Regions from separate parts of the Mus musculus genome. Here all the other regions are linked to region 1. The links are chromatin contacts, called in public ChIA-PET maps. All regions are on one chromosome and are shown on one strand. The core of a region is the stretch at or near the end of the contact, and the rest is flanking DNA. Distances in the headings are between cores, read along the strand shown.

Region 1 (4,780 bases), core at 1,595-4,094:
ACCACGTGGGTCCCAGGGACCAAACTCAAGTTGACTTCCTTAGTAGTCAAGTATCTTCACCAGCTGAGCCATTTGTGTGTGGGCCCCATGTAGTAAGTTCTAGGCTAGCCTGGGCTAGCATGAAACTCTGCTCCAAAAAATAAAAAATAAAAAGTAGGGTTTCTCTGTGTAGCCAACTGTCCTGAAACTGACTCTGTAGACCAGGCTAGCCCCAGACTCAAAGATCTGCTTGTCTTTGCTTCCTGGTGCTGGGACTAAAGGCGTGCACCACCACTGCTAGGCTAGTATAGGTTCTTAATTACTTTACTTGGGAGGTAGAGGCAACCAGATCTCTGTGAGTTCAAAGTCAGCCTGGTCTTCATAGCTAGACATAGCCATGTTAAAGACATAAAAATAAAAGGAGTCAGGGGCTGGAGAGATGGCTCAGCAGTTAAGAGCAGTGATTGCTCTTCCAAAGGTCCCGAGTTCAAATCCCAGCAACCATATGGTGGCTCACAACCATCTGCAATGAGATCTGATGCCCTCTTCTTCTGTGTCTAAAGACAGCTACAGTGTACTCAATATAATAATAAATAAGTCTTTAAAAAAATAAATAAAAGGAGTCTAGAACTCCAGGCATGTGCTAGCATGCTGCTGATGTACAAGGTCTGGACTCAGAGCCTTGTTCATGCCAGGCAAGCACACTACCAATTGAGCTACACCCCCATCCCTCACTTGAACTTTGGGAAAGGTCCGGTGGAGACTTTTTACATTTGCATACTTATTTGCATAATCGCAGTCTGAGCTACTAGATGAGCTAGAGAGATGGACATACATAAATAAGAATAAATTTTTTTCTTTTTTCTTTTTTCTGAGACAGGGTCTCTGTGCAGCCCTGGCTATCCTGGAACTCTCTCTCTCTGTGTAGATCTGGCTGGCTTCGAACTCAGAGACAAAAATAAGTCTTGATAAAAATGAAAGAAAAGTGATTAACTTAGATTGCCTTTGAGCGACCAAATGGCTGGGGGCAGCTCTGGGAAAGGGGGCAGTTTGCAAAGTTTTCCCCATCATGAGGAACGTAATGATGCAATTAAATAAACACATGGGTCATTTATCCACTCCTTGTGGACAAGATCTTTCTGCAAAGTCCAGGCCAGGCTAGACCTCCAGAGATCCTCCTGCCTTGGCTTCTTAGGGACTGCCTATATAAAATCGAAGTGAGCTAAAAACTAAGAACGCCTTTACATGCAGGAAAGAAGGCGCACACCTTTAATCCCAGTGCTCAGGAGGCAGAGACAGAACAGTCTGTGAGTTTGGGGCTAGCCTGGTGTACGTAGGCCCTGTTCAAAACAAAAAACAAAAAAAAACAAAAAACAAAAAACAAAACAAAAAAACCGCACCACCAACAAAGGTCATAGAGTCTTTCCCACAGAGGTCTTCTCCGGCGTGTGTGCGGGTGGCTCTCACAGCCCCTTTCTTCCCACACCCTCCTGTGCAGACAGTAGTCTGGCCTCTAAATGAGACTGGAGCTCAGAGCATCTCAAAGGGAGGCTCAGGAATGAACATCAGCACATCTGGAGCATCTGCCCTGACTGGCTATGAGGGAATTGCATCAGGACTCACCCCACCCCATGGACTCGGAGCCTCTAAGCCCTGCAGACAGGGTCGAGCCCACTCGCTATGACTACCTCCCTTGCCAGTCACGGAAGGAAGATAGATCCTGGTCATAGATGAAGCAGAGAGGCCAGGGGACTGGTTGGGACCAGGTTGGGAAGCCATGTTTATTTGAAACTAGGAGCGGACTTGGATTCCTCAGCCCCAGAACACTTCTATTTGAGATGCCCTACCAGGGCTCTGGGCCACCCTGTCTCAGGCCTCCCTGGAAACCAGAGCTGCACCAGACCTTAACCAAGCAAAGCCAGGGAATGTTAGGCACAGCCTCTCTGCTTTCGGGAAAGCGGCTCACTCTGCTCTCCTTGGCCCAGGTGTGTCTGGACCACCTGCTTTGGCAGACAGCTGATGGCCTGGAGCCCTGGTGCCTCACTGGCCCAGGTGGGACCTGACCTACAAACCTAGAAGTCAGGCTGCTGAGCCCCAAACATCCCCACCACACCCCTGGCCTCGAGGGACAGGGACACACACGTGGCTTTTCCTGGTGAGACACATTCTATTTCGAAAAAACCCTGTTCTTGGATGCTGCCCAGAAAAAATGAAGGTAGTGTGAGCTACAGAGGAAAACGGGCAGGGTTTTCCATTCAGGGCAGACTAACCGTGGCTGGATCTGACCTAGGGTCACAGTGACCACCCCACACCCCCACGGATCCCCACCCAAGCTTGAAACTGCAAGCATGCGTGTGCATTCTTTCCCCATGAGAAACTTCAACTCTTTAAAACCACTCCCACCCACGGGAGTGGTAATAAATTAAGCTGTTATCAGCCATCTACACTTTAATGCGAATTAGCTTGATCAGTACATCTAGAATTGTCTAGGGGAGCCCGATCATTAAAAAAAAGAAGAAAAAAAGGAAGGAAAGGAAGGAAGGAAGGAAGGAAGGAAGGAAGGAAGAAAGAAAGAAAGAAAGAAAGAAAGAAAGAAAGAAAGAAAGAAAGAAAGAAAGAAAGAAAGAAAGGAAGGAAGAAAGAAGAAAAGAAAGAAGTCAAATGTGGGAGGGGAATGACAGATTTAAGAACAGACAAGTAGGGACTACTAACTCAAGGATGGGAAGAGCCACTAGGGGCAGATTGTCAACAGGTGACAGGAAAGAGAAAACGTGGTAAAAAAGGTGGCACCCCTTTGTCACTCTGAGCTCTAGTGTTTTTCACCCCAGAGCAGCCACACCTGACCCCACCCCAGAGCATAAAATGTCTTTGAAGTCTCCTGTTTTTACTTTCAAGTTCATTCAGATGCTACACTCTACACCACAATACACGCTGGCTTGTTTTCACATCATCAAAACAACAGTGAGATAGATTTAGTGTGGGCCCCTTTTCCAAAGGTGTTATCTCTAATCCCTGCACTGCAGAGGTGAAGGCCTGAGAAACAGGATCCAGGAACGGTATTTGCAATACTGTGAGTGCAAGGCCACCAGGGGTGTGCCTGAAACCCAGCTTCAGAAACAAACAAACAAACAAACAAACAACAACAACAGCAGCAGCAAACCCAAGAGATCTGGGGAAATGGCTCTGCTTAAGGCAACTGTTGAATAAGCCAGAGTCAGGATAGCCAGAAACTGTATAAATGCCAGGGGTGTGGTGGCCTGTCTGATTCCAAACTCAGAAGGTAGAAATTAAGGCCCTCCAGAGCTGGCTGGGTTATCCCCAGCAAGGCGAGCTACATCTGCAAGCTCCAGCCTCTACTAGGAGCCCCTGCCTCTGTGAATAAAGTGGTAGATTGATGGAAGATGATTCTGGACCTCCACTTTTAGCTCCCTCACACATTTGCATACACATATATATGCACACACAAGCGGGCCCATACCAAGCAATAGACCCCCAACATTAGTCTTTCTGAAGACAGTTGACTGGCTGGGCTCAAAGGTCCCAGGATAGACAATTTCTTGCCTCTCAGAATGTTATAGTGTAGCCAGGCGATGGATACCTTTAATCCTAGCACAGGTGGGGCAGAGGCAGGTGGATCTCTGATTTCAAGGCCAGCCTGGTCCACATAACTAATTCCAGGTGAATCCAAGCTGCATAGTAAGACCCTGTCTAAAAGAAAAGGGAGGAGTGGGGAGACAGCCAACAGGGTAGCTCGGTGGGCTGAAGGGCTTGCTGCCAAGTCTGATGATGTGAGTTCAATTCCCAGGAGCCTCATGAGGAACTGAATTTAGAAAGTGGTCCTCTTACTCCCCACCCCCAACATCCACAGATAGATAGACAGGTAGACAGACAGGTTGATAGGGGCTAGAGTGATGGATCATCGATAAAGCACTGGCTGTTCTTTCTGATGTTACAAGTGCCTGTGTCTTTTCCCCATTGGCTGGAGTCAGACCTCGCGGCCTTATCCCATTGGATAGTCTGAAAAGAATTAGCATACAAAAAAAAAAAAAAAAAAAAAAAGAATTAGCATACAAAAATATGGAGGAAGGAGAAAGTGTGGGTCACTATTCCAAGTTACCAAATTCATGAAGCAGGAGGCTTTTGTGTAAACAAAGGTTTTCCTGGGTGGGAGGATTAAAACACTAACATAATTTGGTTTTTTCCCTCCCCCGACAGGGTTTTTCCGTGTAGCCCTGGCTGTCCTCGAACTCGGAGAGCTGTCTGCCTCTGTCTCCGAGTGCTGGAACTAAGGTCGTGGGCCAGAATACCCGGTTTAAAGCTCTTCTCTTGATCAAGAGAGTGCACACTGAAGTCAGAACACAGAAACAGGAGGTGCGTTTGGTGGTTTGGTGTTTGGGCTAACTTGGGTAGTGACGTCATCTCCCCCCCCCCCATTGGCTAGCGTCCGACCTCACAGTTTTATCTGATTGGCTAGTTTGAGAAAAAACTATGATACACAGGAAACAGAGGAGGTAGGGGAGGGAGTAACCGCTCCTGGCTATCAAATTCCTGGAACACAGCAGGGGCCTTTGAAAGGCTTTATTGGATGAGAGAATTTAAACATTTGTATAGAAGTTGTAGGATGTGGGTAAGACAAAGAATTTTAATTCCAATGTCCCAAACAGATTTTACAGTATTTGATAGAAAAAATTTTCATATTTGATATTGCTTACACAGAAGACCAGTTCAATCTCCTTCCTTGCACCTACATGTGACTCACAACCGTCACTCCAGTCCCGGGGGATCTGACGCCCTCTTCAGG
Region 2 (4,780 bases), core at 668-3,167, 100 kb after region 1:
TGTCTCTGTCTCTCTCACTGCTGCTTGTGGATAAGATGTAAGCTCCCCGCTGCCACTCAAGCGCCATGTCTGCCAGCCTGCCTGCCTGCAGCCACGCTTTCTGCCTTGACGGTCATCAGCTCACCCTCTGAAACTGTGAGCTCCGAAGTTAAATGCTTTCTTTTATAAGTTGATTTGGCCATGGTGTCTTCTCATAGCAATATGGCAGTAACTGAGACACAAGGCAAGGGAATTTATGGACTGAGCTATCTCCTTCAGACCTTAAAGCTTCGATTTTCTGTTTCTGTTTTGTTTGAGACTGGGTCTTACTGTGTAGCCCTGGCTGGCCTGGAACTCACAGATCTGCCTGCTTCTGTCTAGAGAGCTGGGCTCAAGGCATCTTTAACTACGCAAGGCTCAAAACACATTTTACTGGTGCCCCACCACCACCCCAATGTTGGCTTACAAATTCCATTGCCGCTTCTTGCTCCTCCTCCTCTCCCCGCCCTCTTCCTGGCCCCTCCCACTGGCTCTTACCTCCTGCGCGCTCTCTCTCTCCTCTCTCCTCTCTCTCTCTCTCTCTCTCTCTCTCACACACACACACACACACACACATACACACACATAGAGGAATTAAAATCTAGGACCCACATGTGAGAGAACGCAGGTCCTATTTGTCCTTTTGAGCCTGGTTTATTCTACTTCTACTTCATTTACTTCATTCGAGGATTTCCAGCTTCATCCATTTCTCTGCAAATGTCACTATTTCATATTATTTCACAGCTGAATGATTTCCACAGTCTGTACCTTCCGCATCTCCTCCATCCATCAATCCTTCCATCAGCTGATGGATATCCATGCTGGTCCCACTCCTAGATGTCTTGGGTTTCTGAGACAGAAGGCGAGGGGTGTCTTAGCTGCCTGTTTTGCCTCAGGGCCCCTCCTAAAGTAAAGGTCTGGAGCGGCTGCCAGCTGAAGGCTGTCCTCCGAGGAGGGTCCTTTCACTCACCTGGCTGTTGGTAGCTCCTGGCCAGAAACCTCAGCTCTCTTCTTCTGGCCTGTTTTAAGGGCTGCCTGAGTCTCCTTGTGCCATGGCTGCAGGCTTTCCTCGAGGGTAACTGTTTGGTAGCAGCAGAGAATGGCTGTGTCTTTTTTTTTCTTTTAAATTTTATGTGGTTGAGTGCCTTTCTGCATGTAGGACCGCCAGGTGCCTGCAGTGCCCATAGTAGCCCGAAGAGGGCGCCAGTTGGAGCCCGAGGAACTGGAATTACACAGGCAGTTGTGAGCAGCAAATGCTCTTACCACTGAGCCATCTCTCCAGCCCTGCGGTCTTGCTTCTTATAGGCTTACTAAAGGCTAACCACAGGGCTGCGCACACAGTCCTGGCCGATGGCAGCCTCCGCTCATCACCCCAGGGTGATGAGGCTTTGAGCTTTCTTCTCAGCCAAGTAGCCAGCATCCAACCCAGCAGGGTGTGTGTGTGTGTGGGGGGGCACTCTCTAGGGGGCACAACCTGCTACCTCCCCAGTTTTCCCAACAGGAGAGAAATCCCAGATACTGTAGGGAAGCTAGGGTCTTCCCTTCTTCCTGTATTCTTCCAGGCCAAACTCTTGCTCAAGAGATCAGATTTCCCAAAACAAAAACCCAATCCTCTCCAACACAGAAAGAAAACCAGCCTGCCATGCTTGACAGTGAGTCAGCTGACAAGCAGGGAAACCAGTCCCCACTGGGGATGGGCGAATGCAGACAATAAACCACAGGGCTGCGCACACAGTCCTGGCCGATGGCAGCCTCCGCTCATCACCCCAGGGTAGCTCTACACATCCCTTGCTATGTCTATAATCTTTTCTTTCTCCAGTGCCTTTTCTCTACTTGGCTCTTTCCTCTGGGTCTTTCAGGTCTCCTACGCGGTGTCAGGGTCCCACGGTAGCTTCCTTTCTGTGGTCACTGGCTGACTGCCAACTTGCCTCTCACTAGCAGGCCAATCAGGAGTGCCCCGGAAGCTCTCCTCTGCGCTCCTTTCTTCCACAGGATGTCAAACACATCTCTGAGAACTTTCAGTGAATTCTCACTGTTCAATGCTCAGAACTGGGGTACATGGGCACCCCTAGCCACGGTATCACCATAGCTGCCATAGACAAATATTTATGCCAGGACTAGAACTCAGCTGCCTTATTCCACTAGCAAGGAGCCCTCTTGATGAAGAATATGGAGTTTGTTCTGCTCAGGACCCGTTTTCCTTGAATGTGGAGGTCTCTGATGTGGGACAGGACCTTCCCTTCCTTAGTGTAGCAATTGCGCCTTCCACAGACAGCCACACAGTTGGCCAGAATAAAGTTTAGATTTCCAAGTATCACTTGCAGCTAATGGCTATGCTACCAAAGGGTTTTTATTTATTTATTTATTTATTTATTTATTTATCTATTTAGTGTGTTTATTTTTGGACCAGAGGAAGGGAGTATTTTGAGATAGGGTTTCTCTGTGTAGCCTTTACTGTCCTAGAACTCACTCTGGCCTTGAACTCAGAGTTCTGCCTGCCTCTGCTCAGATTAAAGGAGTGCACCACTGCCCAGCTTGGAAGTTGGTAGCCTGGTTGCTACCAACGTTTTTTAAATGACATTTTATTCATTTTGTGTGCATGCAAGAGTTATGGTTGTGGATGTGAGCATGCCACAGTGTGTTTGTGGAGGTTGGATGACAACTTTTGGGAGTAGGCTTTCTTCTTCCACCTTCATGAGGGTCCTAGGAAAATGGAACTTGGACTTTCAGCCATCTTGTTTGGCTTTTGATGCCTCGTGTAGCCTGGGATTGCCATGAATCCATTATGACTTTGAAATCCTGATCCTTCTGCCTCTACCTCCAGTGTCGGGGTCACAGGCTTGGAACCACTGTGTCTGGCTTGATGCTGTCAATTTGTAAGAAAGGGCTGAGAAGAGAAGAAACCAAGGTGGCCATCTGTATTAAATATCAGACTCCTGTCGTTCCTCTTTGTCATCCAGATGGCTCAGAGGTATTTACGGGAGGGGCCCAGCTAGGGACACTTGCACTATCACAGACCCCTGCTTCTACAGACAGAACAACAGAGAAAAGAGATGGAGACCCCTGAGGGTTTCACAGAGCAGACCCCCATTGTGTTTTAAACTCCCACAGGAGAGGGTTAAATGACTGTCCTGCTGTATTCACCTCATGTTATTTTGTAGCCAGGCTGAAAGGATAAAACTGCCTTGAATGATCTACCTTACAAGCATTCTAAAGTCTGCCACAGCTGGGGCCAGGGATGGCTCTGTGGTTAAGAGGGCTTACAGTCCTTGGGGAGGACCCCAGCTCAGTTCTCAACTCATGAAGGCAGCTCTCAGCCGCTTTAGGAGATTCAACGTCATCTTCTGGACTTTGAGGAACTTACACATGTGCACATATATGCATAATAATTAAAAATAAAATGAATCTGGCCACTCCAGCAAGAGAAGCAGAGTCCCCGAGGCTGATCCTCAATGCTGTAGCAGACCACCTGCTTCCCCTCACTCTCTGCCCCCATGCCCAATGGATTAAGCAGATTCTAGTGGAACACCCTGCTTCCCTCCCTCTTATGGACCCCTTCAGCATTCTCACCAGCCCAGCCCATTCTTAAGTGTCAGCGCTTAACTCCTAGAAACCTATTTTTCTGGAACCCACAGTAGCCACACCTATCAGGATCCCAGAATTTCCTACCAGGCAACACAAACCCTCCTAAGAACCGGAGAGGAAACAGAAACCGAGGAACAAAACACCCGCCCAACAAAGACGAGACCGGATATCAGCCCCAGAATCACAATCTTTCCAAGCTCAGATGTCTAGACATCAACATGAAAACACAGTAACAGTTGGGGCACGGTAACCACGAGGGCCCAGCAACCCTACCACAGCAGGCTCAGGGTATTGCAGTGGAGCTGAAACGCAAGAAAAAGACCTGAAAATGGCCTCTATGATATGACGGAGAAGCTTAAAGAGGAAGCGAATCGATCCCTTAAAGAAATCTATGAAAATGCAAACCATGGAAGGAAATGCACAAAACACTTCAAGACCTGAACTAGAACCAACAAACAACCAAGACCCAAAGTGAAGGAGATGTGGAGATGAAAAGGGTTAGGATTTCAAACAGGAACCTAGAGGTAAACTAACAGAACAAAAGAGGTGAAAGGGCTGGGCGTGGTGGTGCACGCCTTTAATCCCAGCACTCGGGAAGCAGAGGCAGGCAGATCTCTGAGTTCGAGGCCAGCCTGGTCTACAGAGTGAGTTCCAGGTCAGCCAGAGCTACACAGAGAAACCCTGTCTTGAAAAGAGAAGAAGAAGAAGAAGAAGAAGAAGAAGAAGAAGAAGAAGAAGAAGAAGAAGAAGAAGAAAAGAAAGAAAGAAAGAAAGAAAAAGAGATGGAAGAGAGAATCTCAGACATTGAGGACATGATAGAAGAAATGGACACTTTAGTCAAAGAAAATGTTAAATCTTTTAAAAGGAAAAATAGGCACAAAACATCCAGAAAATCTGGGACACATTGAAAAGACCAATTCTGAGAATAATGGGAAGAGAGGAAGGAGAAGAAACCCAGGACAACAGCACAGAAAACGTTATCAACAAAACCATAGAAGAAAATTTCCCCATCCTAAAGGAGGAGGTGCCTGTTGAGGTAGAAGGAGCTTCCAGAACACCAAAGAGACTGGACCAAAAAGCAAGTCCCTTCAGCACATAATAATTGAAACACTAAGTGTACAGAACAAAGACTATTAAAAGCCATGAGGGAAAACTATCAAATAGCATATAAGGCAGA
Region 3 (4,780 bases), core at 1,457-3,956, 81 kb before region 1:
CTATGATGCTGCCCACCAGTCTTATCAGCACAACTCCAACCTGATCCTAAAACCCGAACCCTCAACCGCACATCCTCACGGCTCTCAAATCTGTTGAGTTTATCGTCTTATGTCTACTGGGTTATCAAAGGTACAATGTGAGCCGAGGTCACGGCCTACTTGATTTGTCCTCACGTCATGCTCACCTAGATCTGTTTCTAACTGTCCTAACCACAGCCAACACCGTGATCCCGTACCTAACACCAGCAGAGCCAGTTTGCCACCTTCAATACCTCTGCCTGCCTCCACCCCCGCCCACGAGTCTTGATCTGAGGCTCAACATCTAGCCTGCACACCTGTTCCCTGCAAAACACAATCTGTTATTATTGTTGCTTTTTTGTTCAGTGTTACCGATTACTAAGCTATAGCCATTAAGCTCCCTGAAGTTGTCACCCCCAACAGAGCTCTTAGGCTTACACCCCCCTGCCATCTAGTTCCCATCACCCTTTGGGCTCCCCTTCACTCTCTAGGTCCCTCTCCAAAGACCTTTCATTCTTTCAAACCCCCACACTAATGCCACCATGCTCCCAATGATAAGCCACTTCCCCTGTGTCCTCCCACACTACACCCAGAGCCCCCCCGACCCTCTCCGCCTGCCATCCTAAGGTCCAGCATTTGATTCTCACCCCATCAGCTCCTAGCACCTCCAACTGCTCAACTCAGATACCTGCAAAGCCCAGAGTCCCTCCTAAGCTGAGGCTTGCTGTGGCTGCAACACTATGTTGTAAATACACATTCACATGACAGTAGGTCAGTGCTGGTCTCCAAATCCCCCTTTCAGCCGTCTCCAAATCTCTGCACAATTTGATGCCCAATGGCCCTGACAGTATCTTCTCATTCCTTATATTTCTAGTTAAACTCCAAATTCTAGAATCCCCATTCCTCAGACCCCAGGGCTTCAGCAACTCCCATTCTTTGTTTGTTTTTCTCGAGACAGGGTTTCTCTGTGTAGCCCTGGCTGTCCTGGAACTCACTCTGTAGACCAGGCTGGCCTCGAACTCAGAAATCCGACTGCCTCTGCCTCCCAAATGCTAAGATTAAAGTCCTGCGCCACCACTGCCCAGCAGCGACTCCCATTCTTAAGGCCTTCTCATTCCAAATGTATTTCTAATTCTCTCAGTTCTATGACAAGGATAGTACAATAATCTTCACACTCACTTGCCTTAAATCAAACCTCAAATCTTAGCTGGGTCTCCAACTCAATCCTCACCACCCATCCCCCACTCCTTTGGAAAATGCTAGGCTTCATCTTTGATTATCAGTCTGAGCCTGAACCACGCCAATCAAAACTCTCCCCACCTCCATCACACACCCACCCAATTCTGCCAAATGCACAACACCTCCTTCCAACCAGATCCCTCCTCCCCCTTTACCCTTTCCTCATCCTCTATTGGAGTGAATTGCTGCCAACAAGCAAAAAAGCGTTTAGGTGCCCAAGCATCCTTGAATCCAGACATCCCTACCTTTGCTCCAGCTTTGACAACCCTTACCTATTGTGCCTATCCCCATTTTCTGCCCATTCCCAACCCACGCAGACACAATTACTTCAATTCCTTCCTTCCTCCACTAAATGCGTCATCCCATTCTCCCCTTCCCCCTAAAAGCCGCCTCCTGGCTCCCCTTTCCAGACACCGCTCCACTCCCCCCCTCCACCAATGCGGAGGCCCCTCCTCCCACCAAATCTGTCGTCGCCATCAAATCTACAGGCTCCTTCTCAAGTAAACCGATAGCTCTTCCCTGCTGCATTCTTTCCCTCTGAAATTTTTGGCCCTGCTGCCCACTCCTTTGTCCCTCAAAGCTTTCATCCATCTCTATAAATCCAGAGCCCCGCTGTCCTCTGCCCCAAATGTACTCACCTTCTAAACACGTCGCTTTTGTACCCAGCCAGCCCTCATCTACCCATTCACCAAAACTTCTCGGCCCTCCCCCAATCCTGTGGCTTCTTTCCGCACCCCAAATCCATTACCCTTCGGAATTTCAAGCTCACTGCCTTCGACTACTTATCTCCCACATCTCATCGCCTTTCCCTGCACCCCCAAATCCCTTCCTACCCCACGTCTGTCACTCACGTCCCTTCGCTCCCTCCCAGCACCTCCAAATCGCTTCCTTTCCCACGTCAATCACTCAGATCCCTCAGCCCCCTCCCTGCACCCCCACACCGCACATCCCATCCACATCCTCCCGCCGCGCCCCCCGCCCCACCTGGATCAGCAGCTTCACGTAGAGCAGCGGGTGACTGAGAGCCGTCACGCCCGCGCCCAGCGCCACGAACAGCGCCTCGGTGGTCGGGGCGTTGTCCCCGGAGCCCGGGGCGCCCGGGCCGCCGTCCATCCTGCGCGCCGACGGCTGAGCCGCGGGCCGAGGATGGCGAGGGTGCGCGCGGTGCGCGGGTGGCGGGTCCCGAGCGCGGGCCTCGACTCCGGCCGGCGCGCCGCCCCGAGCTCCTGCACCAGCTCCGGCTCCCGCCATCCCCGCGGCGCCGCCGGGAGCCCAAGGCGCCACTTCCGGGTCCGAAGCCCCCATGGCGCCAGGCGTGGAGGTCACTCCCCGTCACGTGGTGCTGGCCACGCCCCGAACGTCAAGGGGAGGGTCCTGGCAGCACCACTCACGCCGCGGGGCGAGGGGGCATGGCGGGCGGGCGAGTGTTGTTCCTTGGTGCTCCCGGGCCCGCCTCCTCCGGCCCGGGGCGGGTTCTTTGCAGCTCTGTGCCCGCCCCTTTGCGGACCAGGCCAGTCACCGCAATCGTGCCTACGAGTCTCAGTCTGTGTGCCCTGCTTCTGCACTCCTTCAGCACGATCCCGGGACCTGTGTAGAAACCCCTCAATAGTTGAGTAACTCACAGCTGCTGAGGGCTGGGAGCACTCTTTGCCTGTGCACTTATGAAGGCCCGGTGCTGGCTGCGTTTAGTTACTAAATAACTAGGCCTGGGAGAGCTCTAGTCTAGTGCCTGGAGCATAGTGCTACGCATGCCTTGAGAGCAATTCTTAGGGCCACCTTCCAGGAAGGTGCTTACTCCAGCCGGTGATTTGTTTCCACCTCTGAACAAGCACAGCAGCTCTCAGCTGGTCTTGAACTGCCCAATAATAGAGTCTTCTGGTAATGGACCTCAGAGTCAGCAGGGACCCTTTGGTCCCTAGCAAGGGACCTTGTCCTCTTGCTAGTTTGCAAGGAAGGTCTTTGGAATGGTCAGATATTTGCACCCTCCCTGATTGCCCGTGGTGTAGGTTTTACCTCACGTTCCTGACACTTGCCCACGCAAATACTTTCCATCTGTGGGCTTTTCCTCCGTATTGTCCCCAGTGCCTTGTTTTTCCGATCTGTATTTGACTGTCCCCCATTGGACCGTGTTTTTGTATGGCCCATTCCGAATGTGGCTCCCTGTACCGTACTACCGTGTACTGTACTGTGTTGTATCATATTGTATTGTCTGGCATTAATATCTATCTTCTATCACCGCAAATATAGGAATGCATAGAAAGTATATCTTCAGGGAAACCATTCCTAAGGGAATGAATGAAGCAAACAAAGTAACAATCCAGTGCAGTGGCACACACCTGTAAAGTAAGCCCGATACTCAGGAGGCAGAGGCATCAGGATAGGAGTTCAAGGCCAGACTGAGCTGTGCACCATGCTACATCAATTTCCTTGGCTGCAATTGATAGCTGGCTGTTAGCAATCACAATTCTTTCATTCACATCTTAGTTACTAATATTATCTCAAGATACAGATCACACTGTGATTATAAGTGTGTGTGTGTGTGTGTGTGTGTGTGTGACAGAATGACTTCAAAGGGTTACAAAGGCCACAAATCTCAACAATTTGAAAGAGTCCTTACTGGAGGCAGAGGCAGAGAAAGCCACTTCTGAGGTTAGATATTAACCAGTCCATCTGGAGAACGGCTCAGGAAGGGCAGAGCTGCTGAGGGCTTGCAGGACTGGGTACAGGTGGGTGAGCAGATGGACAGACAGATGGATGGTAATTCAAACAGGCCACATCAAACACTGGGAACCCAGCTAAACTGAAGCCCCTGGGATTGCCAGGACTTCTCATTCCTCTGTCCCTTGACAATATACACTGAGTGGTCAAAAGATAGGCCTGACGTCCAGAGTTAGGTGTCTTCCTTTCTATGAGGTCCAGGTGAGAGAGTATTGTACCCTTCCCTAGTATGATGGTTTGTATATTCTTGGGCCAGGGAGTAGCACCATTTGGAGTTGTAGCTTTGTTGGAATAGGTGTGACCTGGTTGGAGTAGGTGTGTCACTGTGAGTGTGGGCTTAATACTCTCACCCTAGGTCAGTCTTCCACTAGAAGCCTTTGGATGAAGACATAGAACTCTCAGCTCTGCCTGCGCCATGCCTGCCTGGATATTGCCATGCTCCTGCCTTGATGATAATGGACTGAACCTCTGAACCTGTAAGCCAGCCCCAATTAAATGATTTTTTATAAGACTTGCCTTGGGCATGGTGTCTGTTCACAGCAGTAAAACCCTAACTAATATACCTGGTCTGGCATGTCACATTCTGAGGCCTGGTTTATTTTGTTTTATGGGCAAGAGTGTTTTGTTTGCATTTCATTTATACTTATGTACACCACATGTGTGCCTGGTACCCTAGGAAGCCAATGGTTGTGAGCTGAGAACTGAACCCAATTCCTCCGTAAGAGCAACCGGAGTGCTTAATGGCTGAGCCATCTCTTCGGCCCTTACTATGATTTTAGGGCACCCATGTGCCTGTAGGTTTCCT

Evidence for each region. ChIA-PET counts read pairs in DNA pulled down with a chosen protein or histone mark.
Region 2: an RNA polymerase II ChIA-PET map of effector CD8 T cells shows a contact between it and region 1, with 10 read pairs. The contact joins two enhancer-like sites. A contact is called at or near these places in 1 of 39 promoter capture datasets (embryonic stem cells), 1 of 484 Hi-C or Micro-C datasets (liver), 5 of 115 datasets of contacts at active chromatin or transcription factors (effector CD8 T cells, embryonic basal ganglia, embryonic stem cells and 1 more) and 3 of 9 other capture datasets (adipose tissue, liver and pancreatic islet).
Region 3: a contact with region 1 is called in an RNA polymerase II ChIA-PET map of effector CD8 T cells, with 30 read pairs. The contact joins the promoter of Mtch1 here to the enhancer-like site in region 1. A contact is called at or near these places in 1 of 484 Hi-C or Micro-C datasets (muscle stem cells), 3 of 115 datasets of contacts at active chromatin or transcription factors (the SCID.adh cell line, effector CD8 T cells and embryonic stem cells) and 3 of 9 other capture datasets (adipose tissue, liver and pancreatic islet).

Annotation. Positions count from the first base shown.
Region 1 is chr17:29,426,202-29,430,981 of GRCm38.p6, forward strand. It overlaps Gm36486 (a long non-coding RNA gene), which reads right to left. Exons shown (of 2, transcript XR_876726.3): 2 at 4,602-4,780. Among named protein-coding and RNA genes, the nearest start is that of Gm36199, 6.2 kb to the right of the region's middle. Within about 2 kb of position 2,845, at least 51 of the 459 cell types and tissues checked have an H3K27ac peak or open chromatin away from gene starts, as enhancers often do. A contact at or near this core is called in effector CD8 T cells and memory CD8 T cells, where this site is marked.
Region 2 is chr17:29,530,229-29,535,008 of GRCm38.p6, forward strand. The region is part of intron 2 of Tmem217 (transmembrane protein 217); the gene reads right to left. Among named protein-coding and RNA genes, the nearest start is that of Tmem217, 17 kb to the right of the region's middle. Within about 2 kb of position 1,918, at least 80 of the 459 cell types and tissues checked have an H3K27ac peak or open chromatin away from gene starts, as enhancers often do. A contact at or near this core is called in effector CD8 T cells and memory CD8 T cells, where this site is marked.
Region 3 is chr17:29,345,226-29,350,005 of GRCm38.p6, forward strand. Mtch1 (mitochondrial carrier 1) reads right to left here and starts at 2,707. Exons shown (of 12, transcript NM_019880.4): 1 at 2,242-2,707. The coding sequence starts at 2,562.